Regions from separate parts of the Sus scrofa genome. Here region 1 is linked to region 2. A link is a contact called in public HiChIP or PLAC-seq data. All regions are on one chromosome and are shown on one strand. Each heading gives the region's core, a stretch centred on a gene start, on an enhancer-like site or on the middle of the called end of the contact. The rest is flanking DNA. Distances are from core to core; before and after follow the strand shown.

What was found. HiChIP or PLAC-seq counts read pairs in DNA pulled down with a chosen protein or histone mark.
Region 1: a contact with region 2 is called in an H3K27ac HiChIP or PLAC-seq map of skeletal muscle. The contact joins the promoter of SNTA1 here to the promoter of CDK5RAP1 in region 2. A contact is called at or near these places in 4 of 47 Hi-C or Micro-C datasets (embryonic fibroblasts, heart right ventricle and skeletal muscle) and 1 of 2 datasets of contacts at active chromatin or transcription factors (skeletal muscle).

What each region holds. Positions count from the first base shown.
Region 1 is chr17:36,943,457-36,949,932 of Sscrofa11.1, forward strand. It overlaps SNTA1 (alpha-1-syntrophin), which reads right to left and starts at 2,776. Exons shown (of 8, transcript XM_003359945.5): 1 at 2,337-2,776. The coding sequence starts at 2,646.
Region 2 is chr17:36,908,700-36,914,760 of Sscrofa11.1, forward strand. CDK5RAP1 (CDK5 regulatory subunit-associated protein 1) reads right to left here and starts at 2,645. Exons shown (of 13, transcript XM_013985267.2): 1 at 2,379-2,645.

The DNA of each region.
Region 1 (6,476 bases), core at 1,526-4,025, 35 kb after region 2:
AGTCTTGAGATTTCAAAAGTCTATTTGAATTACAGTCTGATGGGGGGGGAGGGAAGCTAATACATTTACCACAGTGCTTCATTGCTAAACTCCTGAATGCCCTTTTAAAATAAGAAACAGTAAAGACAGTTCACATCAGTTCCACATACCAAGTGCCAAGCACCACGCTAAACGCTTTCAATCTTGTCTCACTGCATCTTCACGACACCCCAACCACACAGGCATGCTCAGATCCCTATCAGGACAACTGAAGTGTGGAGAGAAGCCCCTTGGACAAGGTTACCCAGCTGGTTAGTGGCAAAACAAATATCTAAATCTGGGTCTCCTGGCTCCAGAACCAACACTCAACTCCACGGTCAGGCCCTCAGATACCACACTACTGGTTTATCCTCAAAGATAAGGAATTAGTGGCCCAGAGAAGGGAGGTCATAATTCCAAGGTCACACAACAAATTGGTGGCAGAAGTAGCATTGGAATGCCTCTCCTGACGCCCCACAAAGACCCAACAGTTTGCTCTTTGCACTGCAAAGAGCCTGAGGCCTAGAAAAGGAAGAGATTTCTATTTATATCTGCCCTCTTCACCTGAAACTACCCTTTCAAAGGGTCACCTCAAACTTCAGTTCAGTTTGGATCCATAATCATTCCTGGATGCCTTGGGCTGGGCTGGTCCCTAGAGGAAAGGTCAACATGGCAACAGGAGCTCAGTCTCCATACATGAAGAATTGAATGGGGCTGGTATTCCCCTGACACCTCCTAAAAATACCTTTACCCTCACCTGGAACAATGAAGCTGGGGAGTATTTTATGTGACCTTAGAAAGTTCCCCTCCTCTCCAAGATTCAGTTTGTCCATTTGCAAAATGGATCTCTATATGAACTCTTAAGTTCCTTCCTCCTTTTGAGTGTACAATTTCTGGATTGACCTGTTGCCCTATCCTTTGCTAAAGTTTTGAGGGCAAAACTGGCGCTCCCTCCCTGGCTCTCCCTTTTCACCCTTTTAGATGCCTTTGGTTGGCTGCACGGAAGTTTGTCCTTCTATGGGGAAGAAGTGACTTCTCTGGACACTCTCTAGTGGCCTGAAAATTGAGGTTCAAATCCCAGCTCTGCCACTTACCAGCTATGTGATCCTGGGAAAACCATTTGACTTTTCTGAGTCTCAGTTTCTTCACCGGCTAAATGAGGATTATGCTTCCTATCTTTTAGTACTTGTAGCCAGGTTAGAGTAGATTGTGAGCCTAGAGTACTGGGCACAGCACTTGACACACAGTGGTAGCCAAGTCACCCCTCACCTAGGCCAAAGGGTCTGGAAGCACCAGGAACAGAGCCAATATCAGGGTAAGAGAAATGTGCACACCCAGGGCTAACTCTTTCCCAAGGCTAACACCCTTTCCCAAGTCAGATAACACTGCTTTGGCTGGGAGCTAGGAGCCTTAGAAGTAAGTGGTTTGGAATGGTGAACCCAGCAGCTGGAGTGTGCAGGGTTTTTTAGCACTATGGTTAGTTACTTGGGATGTCTTTCCTGGCCTCCATTTTTCCTCTCATCTAACAGCAATAATTAACCAGGCACCTACTATGTGTTGGCAGGGTGGGTACTTTGGACTCTTTTTTTTTTCTTTTTAGGGCCACACCTGAGGCATATGTAAGTTCCCAGGCTAGGCTAGGGATCCAATCCCAGCTGCAGCTGCAGTACTAGGGGCTGAGAGCCAGTCTCAATCATGTGCAAGGTGCAAATGGTCAGATCAGGAAACTCAAACCCAGCTTTTAGGACTCTTCACCTAGGTACACAGCCTCAGGTTTCTAGGTCCTTTTTTTCTCTCTATCTGGGAGCTCAGTCCAGCTGGTGCCTCCATGTAGTTTGCAATCCTCCTCACCGGCCATGCTTCCTACTCCAGGCCTTACTAGCCCTCCCTCCCACTTTGGTTGTATCTTGAAGACTCCCCCATCCATGGCCTAGCAGCCCCCCAGGCCTCAAACCCCTTTCTCCATCCTTTGCTCTCCTGGGGCTCCTCTTATCCCTGATGGCCGTGCAACCCCTGAGAGGCAACCAGTCTTAGATCTCTTCGCCTCCGCACGGAACTCCCCACCCACGTGTCCTCGGTGGGCCCCTCAACGCCCTCCACATATCTGCCTTCTAACTAAGACTTCCGATTCTCAAAACCCTCTCCGACCTTGATGCTCCTTGTTTCCTGGGTTCCCTCTGTCCTCTCGGACGCCCTTACCCCCAAGACCGAAGTCCTCCAACTCCACGTCCTCGGTACGCCGCCAGCCCCTGCGACCCCGGCGCCCTCATCTGTCCCACAGACACCACAACCAGCGCCCTCGGTGCCCCGGCGCCCACCTTTGATGCTGATACCCAGCCCGCCGGCATCGGCCTTGTGCACCGTCACGAAGCGCGTCTGGGGCAGTTGCGCCTCAGGCAGCTGCGGGGACGCGGCGCCTGGTTCGGTGGCACCGTTGAGCTGCGCGGGCACCGGCTCCCGCTGGGCGACGGGTTCCGGGCCGGGTTCGCCGTCGGCGGGGCTCACGGTCAGCGTGTCCTCAGCTAGACTGAGCAGCACCCGCTGCCACCGCTCTCCGCCGGCCCCCGAGCCCGCTCCGGCGCGCAGTTCCAGCAGCCCTGTGCGCGGGGCGCGCCTGCCTGACGCCATCTTCGCCTCCGAGCCCCCAGGCCGCCGCGTTCGCCCTGTCCCGCAGTGCCCGGCAGGCTCTGACCCAGCGCCCAGGGCAGAGGGCAGCGGGGGCCCCACTGGGCCTGCCGCCACCCTCCACCTGGGGGTGGAGCCTAGGGGCGGGGCTATGTGTGGGTGTGGCTAACGGCGGGGGCGTGGCCACAGACAAGCTTCAGGAGAGACAGGGAGGGCGGGGTCCAGGAGCCGAAGGATGTAGTGTGGGACTTCATGGGGGTGGGGTCATAAGGGCGTCTGGGCGGGACCACGAGTTACAGCGAGAAGCTTCTGAAACGGGGGCGGTGGGGCAATTAGGGGCGTGGCTTCATCCTGTGGAAGAGACTTCGCTGGGCGTGGCAGTCCGGGGCCAGGACCGTCGCTCACCTACGTGACAGCACAGGAAAAAGAACCATGGACACTGCTGCGAGACTTTGGTTGTTGAGGTGGGACTGCATATGGCGGAGAGCCGGACTCCAGAGACAGGGCTTGAGTTTAAGTAGTAGACACCAAGCCGCGAGGGACTTCGCAGGCTGGCAGCTAAAGAAGGTTTGAGGGAGCCTGTTTCCCAGGGTGGGGCCAGAGCTAATATCTGTGGGCGTGGCTTAGTGTGGGGCGTGGTGACTAACGCTAACAGGCCCCTCCCACTGGGATGAGCACGTTGCAGGCTGTTTAGGGTTTGGGGAAAGAGTGGGTACTGCCCTCACTTGGAAATTGGAAAGGTGTTTGAGATTAAGCCCTTGTTCTTGGAGTTCACGTCGTGGCTCAGTGGTTTCCGAATCCGACTAGGAACCATGAGGTTGTGGGTTCCATCCCTGGCCTCGCTCAGTGGGTGAGCTGTGGTGTAGGTCGCAGACATGGCTTGGATCTGGCGTTGCTGTGGCTGCGGTGTAGGCCGGCAGCTACAGCTCCGATTTGACCCCTAGCCTGGGAACCTCCATATGCCGCGGGTGCGGCCCTAAAAAGACCAAAAAAAAAAAAAAAAAAAAGACAAAATAAAACTAAAGATTAAGCCGTTGTTCTGTTCACAGTCAAATACGGAGAAGCCTTAAGTCCCACACTGAGAGACCTGGAGGGAGAAGAACCCCTGTGAGGAAAGAGGGCTGGAAGGTGGGGCTCTCTGGGTCTGGGTCTCTGGAGACCTGGCTTACAATACTGCTCAGACACTGTGTTAGCCCCATATCGACCCTGGTCCAGGTACTTTCAGTTCTCTAGGCCTCAATTTCCTCATCTGTGAGATGGGGGTCATAATAACCCCTGCCTCACAGGGGACTGTGTCAGGATTAAATCAATGGGGAAAAGTAAACTGTGAATCTTATGCAATCAATATAATCACCTTTATTTATTGAATGCCTACATTGAATGCTTACTATTGGCCAGGCCCAGATCTAAGCATCTGCATGTATCTTCTTGACTTTACAGTAACCTCATGGAGTAGCTACAGTTGAGAACACTCTCATTAAACAGAAGTGAAAACTTAGATTTAGAAAGTTTAATTGGCTCAGGTCACACATTTGTGAGTAGCGCAGGGCTGGAATTCAAATCTAGGACTGTTTGACATGTGTGTCTGGGCACTGATCCACTATGCTAGGCAGTTGCCAAACACACAAGTGAGGTGTGATGGTTACCAGAAAAAACCCACGACATTGCACTCCTCAACCAGCCCTCATATCTGCCCCTTTTCTCCATCTTCCAACGTGTTGGGCAATAAATAGTTAGGGCCACATTGTATGTAGATTCCCTGCACCTTCAGGTAAAATTCTACACATAAGATACCATCAAGGGGAGTTCCCATCATGGCTCAGTGGAAACAGATCTGACTAGTATCCATGAGGACTCAGGTTCCATCCCTGGGCTCGCTCAGGGGGTTAAGGATCCAGGGTTGCCGTGAGCTGTGATGTAGGTCTCAGACATGGCTTGGATCATGCTTTGCTGAGGCTGTGGTGTAGGCCAGCAGCTGTAGCTCCAATTCGACCCCTAGCCTGGGAACCACCGTGTGATGAGGTGCAGACCTAAAAAATACAAAAAAAAAAAAAAAAAGACACCATCAAGGGAAAAAAATAATTCATACGAAAACAGGTTCATATACAAATTGACCACAGCAAACTCATGTTTGCAAGTAACTAGACCAAGATAAGTATCCAGTAATAGAGGAATGCCTCTATACCACTGAAAACCCACTGAAGCCACATGCATAATACGATGTATTATATGCACATGTACACATGAAAAAAATAGGTGCCAGGAGTTCCTGCTGTGGTGCAACAGGATCGGTGGCGTCTCTGCAGTGCTGGGATACAGGTTTGATCCCCAACCCAGCATAGTGGGTTAAGGATCCAGTGCTGCCGCAGCTGTGGCGTAGGTTGCAACTGTGGCTTGGATCTGATCCCTGCCCTGGGAACTCCATATGCAGTGGAGCGGCCAAAAAAGGGTGAAAAAAATAGATGATGCCGTTTGTTCAGTTTGCTATATATTGGACCATGAGCTGGCTGATTAATATACATTGTCATTTAAACCTCACATAAATCCTACACGGTCTGTACATTATCCCCATTTTATAGATGAGGAAATTGAGACTCCACTAGTAAGAACAGATCTCTGAGCAAACCTGGGTCTCTCTGGCTTCCAAGCCCATATCCCTCCTACTTCTCCTTTCCACAGCCCACACAGCAGAAAGAGATGAATTTACGATTCATTCATTCATTTAACAATATTTATTCAATATCCACTGTATGCTAGACCCAGTGGTAAGTGTGCAAACAAGATAGTTGTAAACAAGATAGGCTCCCATTTCACAGGAAATACAGCCCACATGGAGACAGGAGCCCATGGTGGTTAAGAGCATGAGCTTTGTCTTCTAATGTTCTGTGTTCAATTTCCTGCTCTGTCTTTTTTTCAGTCCTTACCGAGATATGCAATGCTGTGCCACTTTCTATCTCTGTGGTCCTGGGAGACTTACTTAACCTCTAAGCCCCCATTTCATTATCTATAAATTAAGAATCATAGAACTGAATTCTGCTTAACACAATTCCTGTACTACATAATTAGCATTCAAAAATATGAGTTGTAATTATCTTGGAAAACAAGCATCAATCAAAAAGCTTTAATTTGGAATAATAAGTATCAAAACATGGAAGACACAAGTAAAACAAACAAACCAACCCAGGGTCTGACATATACACGACACTCAATAAATACATGAAAGAAAGAGAGAGACAAAGTGAGAAAGGAAGGAAAAAAAGAAGGAAGATAGAATGGGAGGACGAAAGAAGGAAATACAGCATTACATACATGTATTGATATTTTTTAAGTAGGACTGTGCTTACTTACTGAGAAGACCAGGGTAAACACTTATGAAAAGTGAGAACTATATTTTACTTGGCTTTGGGAAGCTTCATTCTGAAGGTAGAGAAGGGAGGGCAGGCAGCAATCAGGCGGGAGGTGAGAGATCAGAGGGGAGATGGGACTCCTTTCCCAGGACCAAAGCCTGAAGCCAGATCCTTAAAAGTCCTCCCACGTACTGCCCTGCTTCAAAAAGACTTAATAAGCCCAAGGCAAACTCGGTGAGAAAGAGCCCTGAGAGAGAATCCCTTCCCTGGAAGACTGTTTTCTATGGTTATAATGGGAAAGGAGGAAGGAGAGGGACGATGTGGGCAGAATAAAAGAAGGCTAGCAGAGCCAGAAGAAATGGAAGAAATGGAAGAAGGATGCAGAGCCAGAGAAAATAGTGATGAATGCGTGTGTGTACGTAGATGTGTATGTGTGCGTATGTAGATGTGTGTGTGCATGTGTATTTTATGCACCTATCTGTGAGT
Region 2 (6,061 bases), core at 1,395-3,894:
TTCCCAGCCAGGCCCTCTCACACATGGCTGGGAGAAGAGGGCAATTTGTCACCTTCCATCAAAATTACAAACACACAAGCCCTCTGACCAAGCAGTTCCATTCCTAGGTATTTATCCTACAGATAAGACTTCCGGCTACACCTGAGGCATATGGAAGTTCCCAAGGCCAGGGATGGAATCCAAGCTGAAGCTACAATCTATGCCACAGCCTCAGCAACACCAGATCCTTAACCCACTGCACCCAGCCAGGGATAGAACCTGCACCACCACAGAGACAACGCTGGGTCTTTAACCTGCTGTGCCACAGTGGGAACTCCCAGACAGACTCTTACATGTTCAAAATAACCTACCTCTAATGATATTTGATGCAGCAGTACTTCTACCAGCAAAGAAATGGAAAAAATCTAAATGTCATCAACAAGGGACTAGCTAAGTAAGTCACAGTACATCCACACAATGGAATAAGATGCAACTGTTAGGAAGTAAGGCTGAATCTTGTCTCACATGACAAAAGCAAGGAAGCAAAGTGCTATACTAGATACAGTAGGCAACCCACAAATCTGTGTAAGAAAGAAAGTAGAATACTCAGGTACGTGTTTATAAATGCAGACAGTATCTCTGGAATGCATAAAAAACAGTGAGTGCCTCCCAGGAAGGAACCTAGGTGACTCAAAGTACAGAAGATGGAGACACACTTTCCACCACGTATTCTTAATGGACCCCACACCTCCAGCCCGACTGCCTCACTCCAGCCATACCAGATTTCTTTGTACTGATCTTCACTGGCTGCTAAGCTTTTTTTTTTTTTTTTTTTTTTTTGTCTTTTTGTCTTTTTTTTGTTGTTGTTGTTGTTGTTGTTGCTGCTATTTCTTGGGCCGCTCCCGCGGCATATGGAGATTCCCAGGCTAGGGGTTGAATCAGAGCTGTAGCCACCGGCCTACGCCAGAGCCACAGCAACGCGGGATCCGAGCCGCGTCTGCAACCTACACCACAGCTCACGGCAACGCCGGATCGTTAACCCACTGAGCAAGGGCAGGGACCGAACCCGCAACCTCATGGTTCCTAGTCGGATTCGTTAACCACTGCGCCACGACGGGAACTCCTGGCTGCTAAGCTTTTACACATGCTGTTCTCTCTAGGTATATCGTCTCTCAACTGACCTGGCCAATTTCTATGCTACTTTTAGGTCCCTGCTTCCTCCTGGAAGCCTTTCCTGGCCACTACTCCCAAAGTCTAGGGATCCTCCTCTGGGCTCCCGAAACCTCTTTCTAACTTTCTATCACAAGACTCATCACACTTAGCTATTAATTACTACCTAACCCTGGGAGCTGGGAGGTCCCAGAGAGCAGAGAACAAATCTCATTCATTTCTACATTCTTCATATCTCCCATTCTAGAACATGACAGGTGTTTTACACGTAAAATGACATGTGGCCTGTTACTTCTCCAACCTAATCACTTGCCATATGTGGCACCAGCACTTCGGGCAGGAACAATGCCAACCTACTTTCAAGTGACAGAGAACAGCACACTTCTACTGTGAGCTATAAAGTCAACTCTTTCTGCCCTTTAACTTGTGTGACCTTGGGCAAGTCAAATTCATGTCTCTGGGCCTCCAATTCCACCTCTATAAAATAAGGATAAAAATACCTCTCAGAGGTGGTGAGACATAAAGGCATAACTTAATTGCACATCTGCAGCCCATGCCCCCTTTAAGGGTGGGCAAAGAGCATTGTGGTTAAGACCCTAAAATCAGAGTCTGACCCATCTTTGGCCTGGCCAGGTATCTTTGAACACCTGGAAGCTTCTTAAGTTCTGGGAGCTTCCACTTCCTCATGTGTAAAATGAGAAAAATAGTATCTATTATAGAACCTATCTCCGTGTCTGTTGTGAGGATCAAATGTGGTAACATAAATAAAATGCTCGCCTAGCACAACGTAGGGGCCTCTGTGGGGCCCAACATAAATCGGCAGTCGACAAAAACGATGAGACAACAGCCTTGTCTCAATATAAATAAGCAATAAAGCAGCCTATACATCTTACTGGGTGACTACAATGTGTCAGAAGCGGTATTGAGCGCTTCACGTGGATTATCCTATTTAATCCTCACACAACCAGGAGGCAGGTTCTATCACCGCCACTTCACAGGTGACAAAGCTAAGGCTGGAGGGGAAGAGGGGTGACTTGGCCAAGATCACAAATGAGTAAGCAAGGGGCTAGGGTGCGAATTACAACAGTCTGATTCCAGAGAACGCGCCATAACCACTGCTCTATCCTCCCCTTGAACACCGCGCATTCCTGGGGCCCCCCTGCCCCTCCAGCTCCATACGCGGCCCGTGGGCCTGGGCACAGGCCACTTTCTCCCGGGGCACCGCTCACCTCCCGCAGTCAGAGTGACTGGCGTCTAACGGCTGAAGAACCTCTCAGCTGCCCCAGATCCCGGTTCAGCAGTCTGCGACTGCGCACGCTCACGCGCAACTTCCGTTCCTCCGCGATTTCGGTCCGGGATGTTCCGGCGGAAGTGCGTTACTGTGCCCTCCGGGTGGGTCCAAGCTCCCGGCCTGGAAGTCCCTGCGCTGAACCGTTTGATAACTTCTATCCGGCGTGCAGCAACGACGCGCTTGAAATGTGGTGAATGCAAATTAAATGTGTTCTAAATATAAAATACACACCGGATGTCTAAGAAGGAATGCAGCCTGTCTCGTCAATAATTTTATATTGATTATGTACTGAGATAATATTTGGAATTTGGAAGGCTAAATATATTATTTTAGTTTCACCTATGGAGTTCTCTTGTGGCGCACAGATTTAGGATCCCGCCTTGTCACTGCAGCGGCTTGGGTTGGTGCTGTGGCACAGGTTCCATCCCTGGCCTGGAAAATTCCACATGCCGTGGTTGCAGGGGGAAAAAAAAAGAAAAAAAATAGTTTCACCTGTTTCTTTTTACTATTTTAATGTGACTGCTGCTTTTCAGGGCTGCACCTGCAGCATATGGAAGTTCCCAGACTAGGGGTTGAATCAGAGCTGCTGCTGCGGGCCACAGCCACAGCTACAGCCACAGCCACACAGAATCCAAACTGCATCTGTGGCCTATACCACAGCTAATGGCAACACCAGATTCTTAACCCACTGAGCCAGGCCAGGGATCTAACCCAAGTCCTCATGGATACTAGTCCAGTTCATTACTGCTGAGCCACTACAGGAACTCCGACTACTGGGAAATTTTTAATTATGTGGCTCATTTTCTATTTCTATTGCATACTGCTGTGTTATGGGTTAAAGCATGAACTCCCCCTGGAGTTACAGACCCCTACTTCCCCTGCCTACCAGGTACATCCCCTTGAGTGCCTATCGACCATCTCTAACTTAATACAAAACTCTAATTTCTCACACACATCCTCATGCAAAACCTGTGCCTGCCCAGTCTTGCCCATCTCAATAAATGACCCAAACATCCTCCCAGTTGCAGTAGAGGAACCTGAGTCATTTTTGTTCCCTCTCCCTCAGCCTCTGCACTCAGTCTATCTGCAAGTTCTGTCAACTCTATTTCTAAAATATCTCAAATCTGGAGTTCCCATCATGGCTCAGTGGTTAACAAACCCGACTAGCATCCATGAGGATGAAGGTTCAATCCCGTGCCTCTCTCAGTGGGTTAAGGATCCGGCATTGCCGTAAGCTGTGGTGTAGGTCACAGATATGGCTCGGATCCCATGTTGCCGTGGCTGTGGTGTAGGCTAGCAGCTATAGCTCCGATTCGACCCCTAGCCTGAGAACCTCCATATGCCATAGGTGCAGCCCTAAAAAGACAAAAACATAAAAATAAAATATCTCAAATCTTTCCACTTCCCATTCTTCCCCTTCTGCAACTCCAGCCCAGGCCACCATCATCTCCTCACAAACAGTTGCAATAAGGGAGTTCCCACTGTGGCTCAACTGGTTAAGAACTCTACAGAGTATCCATGAGGATGTGCTTCAATCCCTGACTCTGCTCAGTGGATTAAGGATCCCGTGCTGCCACAAGATGTAGCAGAGCAGCCCAGATCCAGCATTGCTGTGGTTGTGGCATGGGCCAGCAGCAGATTGGGCCCCTAGTCTGGGAACTTCTATAAGCTGCAGGTGCAGCCATAAAAAGAAGAAACAAAGAAACAATTGGAATGACCTGCTGGCTCCTTACTTCCCCCTTAATCTAGTCTTCTACAGACTATTGCCCACACAGTACCTGAGAGAGTTTATTTGGTTTTTTGTTTTATTAGATCATATCACTCTTGGTGAAAACTCCCTGTGGCTTGCCATTACCTTTGCAACAAAATCCAAATGCCCTACTGTGTCCTAGAACCTGCACAATCTGGTTACTGTTTACTTTTACTTCTCCAACCTACTTATTTCCTTACTACTTACTTCTCCTAGCATGTTCCCTCCAGAACTACACTTCAACTACATAATTTTATTTTGCTCCTTTATTACCCCAAGCATATGTTTATCTCAGAGCCTTTGTATTTAACTATTCTCTTTCTGGAATATTCCCCAAAATTGTTTCAAGGATGATTCCTAATCCTCCAAGTCTCAACTTAAGTATCAACTCTTCACAGAAGCCTTCTCTGACCACCTCATATAAACTGTTCCCATCACTATCACAGCACTTTTTTCACAATATTCGTCACTATTCAAAATGATGGCAGCATTTACTTGCCATTGACTATGCCGTAGACTTTTAGCTCCCTAAGAGCAGGGATACATTCTGTTTTGTCCACTGAAATATTTCCAGGATCTAGCACAACATCTGATCCATCGAAGGGTTTAATAAATGCTTGTTGAACAAACAAATGATTGCTTCATGTCTTAGTTTGGGTTCCCCAAAAGCAGACCTTAAAAAAAAAAAAATGAGTGCAGGCAGGTGATCTTAGGAGACACAGATGAGGTAGTCAAGGAATGAGACAGGGAAGAGGAGACAAACACTAAAGAGTGTGTTATCAAGCCAGTTACTGCAGCAGGCATGGGCCGGGGGGCTCTAGGAAACAGTGCAAAACACATACCTCAGATTTATTACACCCAAAGGGAAAGGAAGCTGAAGTACTTATATACTGGCAGACATGATGGGGCTATACTCCTACCTGTGCTAATTCCTCAGCACTTCTGCTCTGCCTATACAGGGAAGGCTGTGGTTTGGGAGAAAGCCTTCTACCAATAAGGTGCAGACACTGGCCCCAGGACTCTGAATTTCTCAGGTTCTGGTGTCCTGACAATCCCTGCTACCACTGACCTCTTTGACACCTTATTAGAACACTGAGGTTATTATTGGCCCATTTTACATGTGAAAAAACTGAAAATATAAAAAGGTCATCATGTGCTGAAGCTGCCACAACTAGTGCATGGCAGAACTGGATCCACCTAGAGGCCAGTCTGATCTCAAAGCCCTAATCTTACCACTGACTGACCAATCAAACTGGCTGGGTTCACATCAAGGCTCTGACGCTTACCATGATAGCCATGGCCGAGTTAGTCAACCCTGCTGACTTCCAGTTTCTTTACATGTAAAATGGATGCTGCATGAAAAATACACTGCATTGAAGGTAGGAGTGTGGGGAGACAAATCAGCAGAACACTTGGGAGGTAGTGGCAGTTGACCAGAGATTGTGGAGTCCTGGACCAGTGTGGTTTCTTGGGGCAGTTGCTGTGGCCACTGAGATTGGGGTTGTTTTTATCCACAGCATTATTGCAGCAGGTGTTTAGCATGTTCCTTTGAATGGACATCAACTTCAGGTCTCCTCCTGAGAGAAACCTCCCTTCACCCCCAGAGCAGGTCAGGTCCCCACTGGCCTCTCCAGTACCTCTATGCATCTATCCAATCAGAGCCACCCATTTGACTGTGAGAGCTTCTGTGCACGGGGACCTGACAGTCCTGCTCCTAGCAAATCAACGCCTGACCCCAAGGATTAGCACAGAGTAGGCATGCACTAGACTATCTTGAATGAACAGTGAATCGACAGATGAATGAGCAGACTGAGGTGGGCAAAGCTGGAATATCTCTGCTTACCTGCATTTTCCCCAGGTTTCTAGAATGA